Regions from separate parts of the Zea mays genome. Here region 2 is linked to region 1. Evidence: chromatin contacts called from public Hi-C data. All regions are on one chromosome and are shown on one strand. Each heading gives the region's core, a stretch centred on a gene start, on an enhancer-like site or on the middle of the called end of the contact. The rest is flanking DNA. Distances are from core to core; before and after follow the strand shown. Region 1 holds the start of LOC100501426. Region 2 overlaps LOC100284269 (dihydrolipoyllysine-residue succinyltransferase component of 2-oxoglutarate dehydrogenase complex).

Evidence for each region. Hi-C and Micro-C count contacts between places; a contact is called where the count stands out from the background.
Region 2: a contact with region 1 is called in a Hi-C map of tassel, with 3 times the contacts expected there. The contact joins the enhancer-like site here to the promoter of LOC100501426 in region 1. A contact is called at or near these places in 5 of 25 Hi-C or Micro-C datasets (ear, leaf and tassel).

What each region holds. Positions count from the first base shown.
Region 1 is chr2:68,675,319-68,681,382 of Zm-B73-REFERENCE-NAM-5.0, forward strand. LOC100501426 reads left to right here and starts at 3,590. Exons shown (of 6, transcript NM_001362573.1): 1 at 3,590-3,694; 2 at 5,152-6,035. The coding sequence starts at 5,265.
Region 2 is chr2:68,903,535-68,909,598 of Zm-B73-REFERENCE-NAM-5.0, forward strand. LOC100284269 (dihydrolipoyllysine-residue succinyltransferase component of 2-oxoglutarate dehydrogenase complex) reads right to left here. Exons shown (of 13, transcript NM_001157164.2): 10 at 4,631-4,721; 11 at 4,445-4,555; 12 at 3,852-4,046; 13 at 3,162-3,764. The coding sequence ends at 3,573. Among protein-coding and RNA genes, the nearest start is that of LOC100284269, 18 kb to the right of the region's middle. Within about 2 kb of position 2,712, at least 16 of the 20 cell types and tissues checked have an H3K27ac peak or open chromatin away from gene starts, as enhancers often do. A contact at or near this core is called in ear, leaf and tassel, where this site is marked.

The DNA.
Region 1 (6,064 bases), core at 2,340-4,839:
CCTTTCTTGACCGTGGGCTCGACCCGCACCTGAAGGGGTCCAGGCTCCTACCACCCCGACCTAGACACGTGGTGACTCTATACCTCAACTGGTCTGAGGTCCGGATGACCTTTTCGATGCTTGGAGGCGTTCTGAAGGCTTGGTGTTGTAACCAGAGAACGCCTTCTCCTTCGGGGCTTTATGTTCCCTCCGGATCCCTTTGTCTGGGAATCCGTTGGGCCACAAGGAGGTCCGGGTCCTATTTGCAGGATCCCAGACCTATAACTGAAGTTATTGATTCTGCTATTTATGGGGCTTGATGGAGATGGTGAACGAGCCCAGGAGGCGAACCTGGCCTGGTCATGACTTCATATGGTGGACCTTAGCCCCGTGTTGGGTCGGCTGGCCGTAAAATCCTTAACGGTGGCCCCCGAGGACTCATCTTGACACCCTGTATTCAGGGTACTGATAATCCTTATTTGTGATTTGCCTTTTCCTCTCCCTCCTATTTATAGTTCACTTGCTTGTGTTTGATTTCATATCAAATTAAGTTGCTCCCAAGTAGTCTGCAATCATTTGAGCAACATGTGTAAGTTGAACTATTTTTCTCGCACTCGGATTCTACTTGTTCTCGTTCTAAAGCTAACCCGAGATTGAAGTTTATGATTTAAGTTGTAAATTTTAGATTTCGCTTATTTACCCTTACTTTAGACGACTTTCACCATTTTGACTCTACCTCAACAAAACCACCTATCAAGATAGGTGGTTGACCATGTAGAAGTAGTTTGAATGATGGTATGGTTATTGGTTAATGAACTCTTTATTTTTAGTTTCATGCCAAAATCAAATGAGACAATAGTAGGATGACAAACAATGAACTTATTTTGCAAGAAATGCTAGAGAAAAAGTTTTGTGGATCTATCGACTTAAATCAAATACACCCGAACAAATAAAATCAAAATGTTTACGTTGGACAGTGTCGGGGACCATAATTAGGGGTACCCTCAAGGCTCCTAATTCTCAGCTAGTAACCCCCATCAGCATAAAGCTGCAAAGGCCTGATGGGTGCGATTAAGTCAGGGATCGGTCCATTCGAGGGACTCGATCACGCCTCGCCCGAGCCTAGCCTCGGACGAGGGCAGCCGAACCCGGAGGATCTCCGCCTCGCCCGAGGCCCCCCTCCAGCGGCAAACATATCTCCGGCTCGCCCGAGGCCATGTCTTCGCCAAGAAGCAACCCTGACCAAATCGCCACGCCGACCGACCAAATCGCAGGAGCATTTAATGCAAAGGTGGCCTGACACCTTTATCCTGACGCGCGCCCTTCAGTCGACAGAGCCGAAGTGACCGCCGTCACTTCGCCGCTCCACTGACCGGCCTGACAGAAAGACAGCGCCGCCTGCGCCGCTCCGACTGCGGTGCCACTCGACAGAGTGAGGCTGACAGGCAGTCAGGCCCGGCCGCAGGCGCCATAGGAAGCTCCGCTCCGCCCGACCCAGGGCTCGGACTCGGGCTAAGCCCCGGAAGATGGCGAACTCCGCTCCGCCCGACCCAGGGCTCGGACTCGGGCTAAGCCCCGGAAGACGGCGAACTCCGCTCCGCCCGACCCAGGGCTCGGACTTGGGCTCAGCCCCAGAAGACGACGAACTCCGCTCCGCCCGACCCAGGGCTCAGACTTGGGCTCAGCCCTAGAAGACGACGAACTCCGCTTCGCCCGACCCCAGGGCTCGGACTCAGCCCTGGCTTCAGCCGACGGTCTCCGCCTCGCCCGACCCAGGGGCTCGGACTCGACCACGGTCACGGAAGACAGACTCGACCTCGGCCTCGTAGGAGCCTCCACATCACCCAACCTAGGGCGCGGGCCAGCCACGTCAACAGGAGGTGCCATCATTACCCTACCCCGAGCTGACTCAGGCTACGGGGAACAAGATCGGCGTCCCATCTGGCTCGCTCCGCCAGATAGGCAATGATAGCGCCCCACACACTCCCTGACGACGGCGGCTCTCGGCCCCCTTACGGAAGCAAGAGGACGTCAGCAAGGACTCAACCGTCCCGATAGCTGTCCTTCCGCCAGGCTCCAGCGCTCCTCCGACAGCCACGACATCACACCAACTGGGTGCCAAAACCTCTCCGGCTGCCACGACGGCGTGTACTTAGGGCACTAGCTCCCCTCCGCTACACACGTAACACTCTGCTACACCTCCCATTGTACACCTGGATCCTCTCCTTACGTCTATAAAAGGAAGGACCAGGGCCCTCTTAGAGGGGGTTGGCCGCGCGGGGACGAGGATGAGACAGGCGCTCGCGTAAGGCCGCTCGCTCCCTCGCCCGCGTGGACGCTTGTAATCCCCTACTGCAAGCGCACCCGACCTGGGCGCGGGACGAACACGAAGGCCGCGGGATTTCCACCTCTCTCACGCCCGTCTCCGGCCACCTTTCTCCCCCCTTCGCGCTCGGCCTCGCGCCGACCCATCTAGGCTGGGGCACGCAGCGACATTTCACTCGTCGGCCCAGGGACCCCCCGGTCTCGAAACGCCGACAGACAGCTAACCGAATATGCAATACGATTCACATGGAAATAATTAAAAACATAGTTTATTTATTCTTTATTAATTAATACAAACATGTACCTATATTACTAGAGATAGCAATGAGTACCCGAAATCCGAAACCCGATGGGTTTTTCTCCCATTAGGGTATGAGTTTAGGTCAATTTTCATACTCATGGGTTTGTTAATAGACATAAATCTATACCCGACGGGGTTTATGGGTACAAGTTTGTTCCTATAGTACCCAAACTCGTGAACCCGTGAGTTTTTCAAACCCGACCAAACCTAGTGCATATTGTCATTTTATTTTATAAACGAACAACAAACTTATTATTCCTTATTTACTTCCTAATTTTTATCAAATGGTGAATGTATTAGTAGTCGGTGAGAGTGTTGCTTGCTATTATAGTTTTTATTAGCGTTATATGTGGTGGATGGATAACTTAGTGCAAGGTCACTTAATTATACAACTTATTATTTGTAATTCATTCTCTCCACTAATAATTTTTATACCAAATCATGAACTCATTGTTCATCACATAAATTTTTGACCATGATCTCATTAATCATTATGATACTTATTGATTATGAGAAGAACAAGTATATTGGAGATGAAACCCACGGGTAACCTGTGGGTACCCGCTAACCCGATGGATACGAGTTTAGGTAAAATCTAAAATCCGTTATGGGTACGAGTTTTTTTAATGAGTATAGATATTTTTCACGGGTACAGGTTTGGGATGACAAAAACCTAACAGAAGAAGACGATAATATTAATGAACATATATAATATTACCCCTATTTATTTAATGGGCATATATAATATTACCCCTACTTATTTACACCAGCCGATAATTAGTTCGAGGGCAATCGATTAGCGCTGTGGATAGAAATTGAAGCTCGGGTTCAGCAGCCTCGATCAAACAGCGCCAGAGCCAGAGGGCTGCGAGAGAGGACAGGACTGGACAAGAAAACTGAAATGAAAACATGACCAAGAACCCTACCCAACACGAGAAGCCCCAGGCCGAAATTACCGAAGCGCCCCTCGCCATTTAACCATCTCATCTCCTCACCTCCTCGACGGCGCGACTCCCTCGACCTCGCCCTCCTCCCCCCGCCTTGACGCTGTCGCCTGGTCCTCCGCGGTCGGCTGTCTCGATTCGATCGGTAAGCGCCGATTTCGTTCCGAGCGCCTCCGTTCCCTTGCCCAGCAGGCCGCAGCCCGCGGGAGGCCCGCGCGTGCGCTGCCCTGTCTTACCCGCGGAATTTATGGGGTGATGGGTGTACTGATGTGATTGCGGCGGCAGAGGCTCGTGATTTGTGCCTGGTTTTGTTTTTTTTTTGGGGGGGGGGGGGGGGGGGGGGGGCTTATTTCTGTTGGCTGGGAGGCTCGGACTGCAGTTCTTCATTGCCGGGGCTGTTGGCCTGTTGGGGCCACGGGATGGTCTGCACAAAATCACCTGTTCAGTCTTGACTCGACCAAGAGCTCTATTTGTCAAGCGGCGTAATTGGTGAAATTCTATCTGGAGTACAGAGTGGACAATTGAGGTCGATAAATAGAGAGGAACATTTCTGGGGCAATTATCTGTTGGAATGGTATGGCTGTTAGGTTTGTTTGTTTGCACTCCTCTTTGGGAGCACCGGAGCAGCATAGCACTGTGAATCATTTTATTGTTTCCAATGATAAGAGTGAGCCATTGAGTTTGGGTAGATCGGTAGATGTATTGATGCTGTCATACCAAATTCACATTGGTTTTTTAGTCTGTATGGGATTTGTTGGTCGCCATTTTGTGGAAAATATGTAGATATGTCATTCTGCTTGACCCTATGTACCTGTGTTTCTCTGGCTTGCAATTGCAATTGTAGCTGGGTCAAACCACATCTCTTTACTCACATTTTTTCCTGCTTATATTGTTTGTTCTGATCGACATGAATTTGTATTGAAAGAGAATGTGACAGTGGGTTAGTCTGTATGAAACTTCAGCTAATGGTTGTTGCTCAATAGTTTAGATGTGGTATCTCTTCAGTAATAGCAGTTTACTTCGATGAGTTTTACTATATCCACCATCTGGTAACAATTTAGTGATGTTTAACTTATTGAAGCCATTAGGGTGTGACTTGAACCAGTCTGTGTTTCCCATACTTTTTCTATGTTTCTAGGAGCTACATAATATGATTGGAGAGCAGAGAAATCCACCCACTATTTTTGTTGTGCCAACCGCTTGTATGTATGATGCTGGTTAAACTTAGGGAAGTTCAGCAAGGCGCACTGCTTCATATCGTTTTATTGCTGAGGTGGTATAAGGAAATCTATTAACATTGACAATTGGGTAAATGACTTGATTTGGTGTTTCACCTTAATCATTAAGCATAGACATGTTTTTTTTGTATATCCTGCTAGTATATCAGGTGGGGTTTGAAAAGCTGTGTTAAACTACCACTAATTCAGTTTCTGTTTTAAAGGGAAAATAGTGGCATGTGGCCTTGTCATTTTTCTGTTTTTCTGGGATTATCATCAGTTTATTTTCATTATTAGGTATATTACAAGCAACTTGTTATTCTGATCATACGATCAACTTTATATTCTGTCACTCATTGTTGTTTCTGTGTTCTTCCTCATGTAGTAATACATCGACAATAGGATTGAATCACTTCTTCAAGATTTGGAGTTGAAGGTGATAATCACATTGAATACAATCTAGATGATAAGTTTTCTGCTGTACTGGTTACCTTGAAGATGCTCAAAGAGTCATTATCACCAGTGCTGGATGCTGACAGAATAGAAGTTCCTTCACCAAAAGAAGAAAATAATTCGACAAATTCTGAAGCTGCTACAGATAGCGAAGACATTGAAATCAGCGATGATGATGACCGCAACCACAAGCACCGAAGACGGGAGGCTAAACAACAATCTGATGACAATACAGAGGAGCAACATCCAGGGCCACCTCTTAAAAAAAGGAGTAGGGTTGCTGGTAATGGAGAACCTTTTGGTGGAGCTGGCTCTCAAGGTGAAGTACAAAAGGATTTTGTGCCAAATTTTAAAAGGCGTTCTGGAGCAGGAGGTCACACTCGAGCACCTAGAGCGAACCAATCCTTCCGAGCTGATTCATCGGCTTCTGCTGCTACTCGCCCTCCTATGACACGAGGAAGAGGACGTAATGTTGCACCTTGGACTCACCATGATCCAAGATTTAACTCACTTGATATGATGGATTTTGCATCCCAGATGGCTTCACAAGGACCACCTGCACATCCTAGCTTATTTATGGGCACTGCATTGCCATGTGGTCCATATGGATTTATGCCTGGAATGCCTCATGGGATTTTGGATCCAATCCACCCACTTGGAATGCAAGGCCCTATTCAGCGCTCAGTATCTCCTTTGATTGATCTTGGCATGCCTCGTCAACGTTGCAGAGACTTTGAGGAACGTGGATTTTGCTTGAGAGGGGATATGTGCCCCATGGAGCATGGTGTAAATAGAATTGTTGTTGATGATATGCAGGTTTGTCTGTCTATTTCACACTCTTCATA
Region 2 (6,064 bases), core at 1,462-3,961, 230 kb after region 1:
CTTCGTCCGAAGATCGTTATATCCGAAGGGAAATAATGCTTCGAAGGACGAAGGACATTAATTATTTAACCTTCTCTTGTGTTGCCTTGTTTTTAACTCATAGCATTTGAGAACAAGTCCCCAACAGTATCTTTGTCGTATTATATCTACTCAAGGTGTTGCCACAGATCCAGCAAAGACATCAACTATGAGGCAATGGCCACAACCTACTAATTCCACCGAGATCAGGCCTTTTCTGGGGTTAACCAGTTATTACAGAATCTTTGTCAAGAATTATGGCACTATTGCCAAACCTCTAACCCAACTATTGCAGAAAGGAAAATTTACTTGGACTGAGGAATCCATATAGGCTTTCCAGATGTTGAAACAGGCTATGAGCTCCACATCTGTTCTTGCATTACCTGATTTTCACAAGCCCTTTGTGGTGGAGACTGTTGCCAGTGATCATGGTCTAGGAGCAGTGTTAATGCAGCAAGGCAGGCCACTGGCATTCCTGACCAAAGCTTTGGGAGCACAAAATCAGTTTTTGCCAATCTATGACAAGGAGTTCTTAGCCTTGATAATAGGTGTGGACAAATGGAGACATTACTTGCAGAGGAGTGAATTTGAAATCCATACTGACCATAAGGCTCTTAGTTTTCTAGGTCAGCAGGAACTTCATTCTGATTTGCAACGGAAGGCTATGGCCAAAATGATGGGCTTACAATTTATGGTGATCTACAAGCAAGGAAAAGACAATATTGTGCCTAATGCCTTGTCCAGAATGGGTCATCTAATGGTTTTAACTACCATTAGTGAAGTTCAACCCTTGTGTATCTAAGAAGTTTTAAATTCCTATTATACTGACCCTGAGGCACAATAGTTAATAGCCCAACTGAGTGTTCAGAGCCCTGATGACAAACGATACCAGTTGTGCAAAGGTTTGATTCGCAAAGGCAGTCTGATCTAGATTAGTAACAACTCTGCACTCAAAACTAAAATAGTAGCCGCTCTACATGACAGTGCTTTGGGGGGGCATTCTGGTGTCCAGGCTACTTACCAACGAGTGAAGAAGCTATTTCACTAGAAAGTCAAGGAGGTGGATGTGGAGGACTATGTGAAACAATGTGCAACTTGTCAACAAGCTAAGGGTGAGAGGGTGCATCCTCCAAGCTTACTTCAACCTCTACCAGTACCTCAGGGTGCTTGGCAGGATATCACCTTGGATTTTATTGAGAAGCATCCAATATCAGAAGGGTATGACACTATTTTGGTTATGGTAGACCTTTTTACTAAGTATGCACATTTTGTGGCTCTTAAACACCCCTTTACAGCAGTCCAAGTGGCTCAGGTCATGTTGGATCAGGTGGTAAGACTGCATGAGATGCTCGTGAGTGATCGGGACAAGGTGTTTACAAGTATTTTTGGACACATCTGTTCAAACTCATGGGAACTAAGCTCAATTTAAGCACCGCATATCATCCTCAGTCTGATGGACAAAGCGAGCATGTTAATCAGTGCCTGGAAATGTACCTTCGTTGTGATGTGCATGCTCAACCCAAGAAATGGAAATCCTGGCTTCCTGTGGCCGAATTCTGGTATAACACTTCGTATCACACCACTCTGGGTTGTTCTCCATTCAAAGCCTATATGGTTATGAGCTCATGTGGTGTCATCTAAGACTGACAAAGATGTGGCCGAGTTGATAACTGCCTTTTCTTCACTTCTACGAGAATAGTTGGCTGCCGCTTGCAACCGAATGAAGCTGTAGGTAGACAGGTTCAGGACTGAACGTCAGTTTCAAATGGGTGAGCTTGTACTCCTCAAACTGCAACCGTATGCTCAGCACTCGGTGGTCAATCGTCCTTGCCCGAAGTTGGCCTTTAAGTTTTTTGGGCCATACAAATATCTGGAGAGAATTGGCGAAGTTGCTTATCCCTTGGAGTTGCCACCATCAGCACAAGTTCATCTAATTTTCCACGTGTCACAGCTGAAGTCATTTACATCCAATTATACTCATGTTTTCTCCACCCTACCTAGGTACAATGAGCTCGCTCAGCATGATGTGGTGCCTGAAGAAATTTTGGAGCGTCGGTTGGTCAAGAAAGGAGGTCATGCTATCCCACAAGTCCTCATCCGTTGGAGCAATATTCCTCGTGAGTCGGCTACTTGTCGAAGATCCCTCATTCCATTGCTTGGGGACAAGCAAGTGCTCGGGAGGGGGCAGATGTCACGCCCGGGATCCAGGGTGACGTGTAGGGAGAGGGCTCAGGCGCAGGGGAACCTGAAGAACCGAATGGAGAACTCTAAGGCTATCCGCAGTCGCTACTGCAAACAGGAACTGTAAATTTTTACAGCTCTCACAAACGATGCAGCGGTAGACTGCAACAGGAACTGTAAATTTTTACGGCTCTCAGGAACTTCACAGCTAGCGCACCTTCTGCGGTGGACTGAATAATCTCCCTCCTCTTTCTATTGGCTGCTAGTTGGATGTGGAAAGGAAAGAGGTGAAAATAAATAATAGAATATATGGTATATGGTATAAGGTAGATATTTAGAGTGAATATGACCGCGGAGTATTATGGGATAGGGTAGAGAATCTCGCTGAACAGGATGAAATATTCCTTTTAGAGTAGAAATTTAGGGTTCTATGAGTGCGGATAGCCTAAAGCGGTGTCAGACCGAAAACAGTGCTCAGATGTGGCTGTATGGATTGGGTTGTAATGTGTGGGCCATGTGTGCCTGTCGAGTTGGGCCATGTGTGGGTCGCGGCGTGAGATGGGTTAAATACTGTAAACACTTGGTGGTTTGGTTGTCGAATAAACAGAACACATACCTTGACGTTGTCCCTCACGGCGACGGCGATCACGAGCGCTCACGTCCCGGCGAACTCATCGGCGGCCATGGGCATAACAGAGCGAAATCATAGGATGTACATATGCAATGGCGATACAGATCGGTTGTTTGGTTCAAATCGTGCCCACGACGAAGAAAACAGCGACAAATGCAGTTCAGCAGTCACGCGGGGAGCAAAGGGAGGGGTCATAGGATGTACCGTTGCAATGGCGATAAAGCTTATCCAACGAAGGAAACGGTGACGAATGCGGTTCGGCGACCGCACAGGGAGCGAAAGAAGGGGCAGACAACGGATTATTGCGGGTTTATTTAAGCAAATTTGAAGACTGTTTTTATAAAATTGTGACCGTGGAACTGTTGAACCATGAAAACTTATGCTTTATAATAGTAGAGATGTAATGCAGCCCAACTCTTTTGAGTCGCAGACTGGCCAGCTGGAGGCGAAATTGTGAACCAACAAACAAAAATGCAGCAGCTTCTATTGCTCTTGCATGGCAAATAAAATTACTGGGAACTGCATCCCGAAATGGAGCATCTTATACCCGAAAATGAAACATGACCTCACATTGAGTTGAGTTTGCTGCTCTCTTCTACGATTATAGAGAAAAACCTCACTGTATCCTCAGCTCAGAATTCGTCTTTCCGAGGAAGCAATTCTTTTTCATCAGTCAAAAATTTGCATGGTATTATTTCCAGAAAGCACAAAACAGTCGGCGGGAAAGCACTGGTAAGTAACTTTATATGTCAAGCAGCAACCTCCTGGGGTCCTCAACGACATCCTTGATGCGACGGAGGAAGAATACAGCCTCTCTGCCATCGATCAGCCTGTGGTCATATGTCAGCGCAAGGAACATCATTGGCCTTGCGAGAATGTCACCATTCACAACCACAGGGCGTTGCACAATGGAATGCATCCCCAGAATTGACGACTGCATTTCACATAGATCATGTTTCAGATCAATATAAACATCTGCATGCTACAAATGTGTTGCAACTGATAAATGTTTAGTAGCTACCTGTGGGGGGTTGATGATAGGTGTGCTGAGGAGGCTTCCATAGACACCACCATTGGAGATAGTGAATGTTCCTCCTGCCATGTCATCAATCGAGAGCGCCCCCTCATTTGCCTTCTTTGCAAGGTTGTTTATCCCTTTCTCAATGTCAGCAAAGTTCATGGTATCAGCATCTCGGATAACAGGCACCACAAGGCCCTGGAGAAGTTTCAGTCAGTGATATACATAGTAAATACACCATCCCAAACTATAGGCTGTTTTGTGTTTTGGCTTTTCTAGGTACAATAGCTTTAGGATAGAGGGTGAGAAAAAAAGATGAGACAGCAATCACCAGAGTAGCAAGTACTCTATCCTAAAAAGAATGCAATTCTAGTACAATATCATGTTTTAACATCTTCAGTGCAACCAACTATAGATAAAAACATCAAATAAATACAATTAGTTAGCTACGAAATTTATTTTCATAATAAATTGATTTGGAGCCTTGAACGTGAATACTACACTAGAAACTTGATCAAATGTGAACTAGTTTAACGGGCACGCAACGCAACCCATGGTTGCATTCTTTTTGGGTCAGGGAGTAAGCAATATGGCACCTTGGAAGTGCCAACAGCAACACTGACGTCTACGTAGTCTCTGTATATGATGTCATCGCCATCAATGACAGCATTAACAATTGGCTGGTTTTGAAGTGCAGAAACAGCAGCCTGACAAAATAAATAAAATTAGCCAGCCATATAAATGTATGGTTCAAAAGCTTTGCAACACATAAGACTAAGTACCTTGACAAAGCAAGACATAAGACCCAATTTGACACCATGCTTTGTGACAAATTCATCTTTATAATCAGAACGAAGCTTCATCAAATTGGTCCTATATCATAAATCGTAAGATACAGAGATAGAGTAAAAAAATTAATACAGCCTTCAAAGGATCATAATGGTATGCCAAATGATCATTATTGAAGTTTACATATAAAAGAACAAAAATAAGTAAAGCTGCACAATGACATACCAGATATTTGCACAATAAAATGACTTGATTATTGTCAGTGCTACTGAATAAGAAAAGCTAAGCTCTATAAACATTCATCAATATAGACAATAATCATATATATTATCATGCAGGTTTGGATACTCTGTTGATGAAGTTAGCTGCACCGGGAGGCAGAGGCAGTGTGGGGGTGACAGCCTGTGAAGACTGCACCAAAAGGGGTTGCTGCTGAACCACTGTCTCCTTCCTTCTGCGGCGAAAATAAGTGATTAGAGGACGAGCCCCCTTCCTCAGAAAAACAGAGGCACCAGGGCGTCGAGAAGCCTCCTCACTGGACCGAGCACAGAAACTCTTACCAGCCCTGCCACCAGATCAGCCTTTCCATCCACCGCTTGGAAGTTGGACTGTAAATGGGGGGAAGGAGGCCCTTTAGAAGGGCATTGGGAAGGAGAAGATATGGCCACACATGAGTCGGAGGCCGGCTGGGCAGGCAGCCTGGGCCCAGCATCTTCCACTGTAGTTCCAATCCACTGATTTGAACAACCAGATTTTGTAGCCACGGATGCCTCATCAATATCATTGTCATTACTTATGGACGCCTCGTGCTCCACCACCGGATCTTCAATCCTAAATGCCGACAGCAAATCCTCCATGCCCAAAGCAGAAATGTCTTTGGAATAAATTGGCGCCAGGGGTGCCTGCGGTGCGCTGTGTGTACCGGGCAGACGATCTTCGCGGTCTCTGGCTGCTCTACCGGGCGCCAGACCAAGGCGGAGCAGGAGGATCGCTGGTGTTCGGGTGGAAAAGCTTCCTGCACCCATGCCGGCAAAGGGGGGCAAGACAAATATTCTGGAAGAATTGGGGATCATCAGTTCTGAGGATGATGAATTTATTAGCGTCAAGGCCCGAGATGAGTATGCGAAAGTGTTCAGCAAGCAATTGTCCGAAGTTCATATCAAGGCCTTGGCAGCTCTCTTTGGCTGGTCCGTGCCAGAGGAGTTCTGTGGTGCCACCTTGGCCCCCTTGGCTTAACCTGCTTTGGTTCTTGTGTGGTCATCCTCTTCCTTTCTTGCTTATGGATAAAAAAGGGTGTACCCAGTGTCGTGGGCTTCCCGAACTGTGTAGGGTCTAGGGAAGTATCTTTAAGCGTCAAGCCTTACCCACATAATATGCAGAGGTTGGAGCTCGAACCCGGGACCTTCCAGTTACAGATGGTAGGTTCT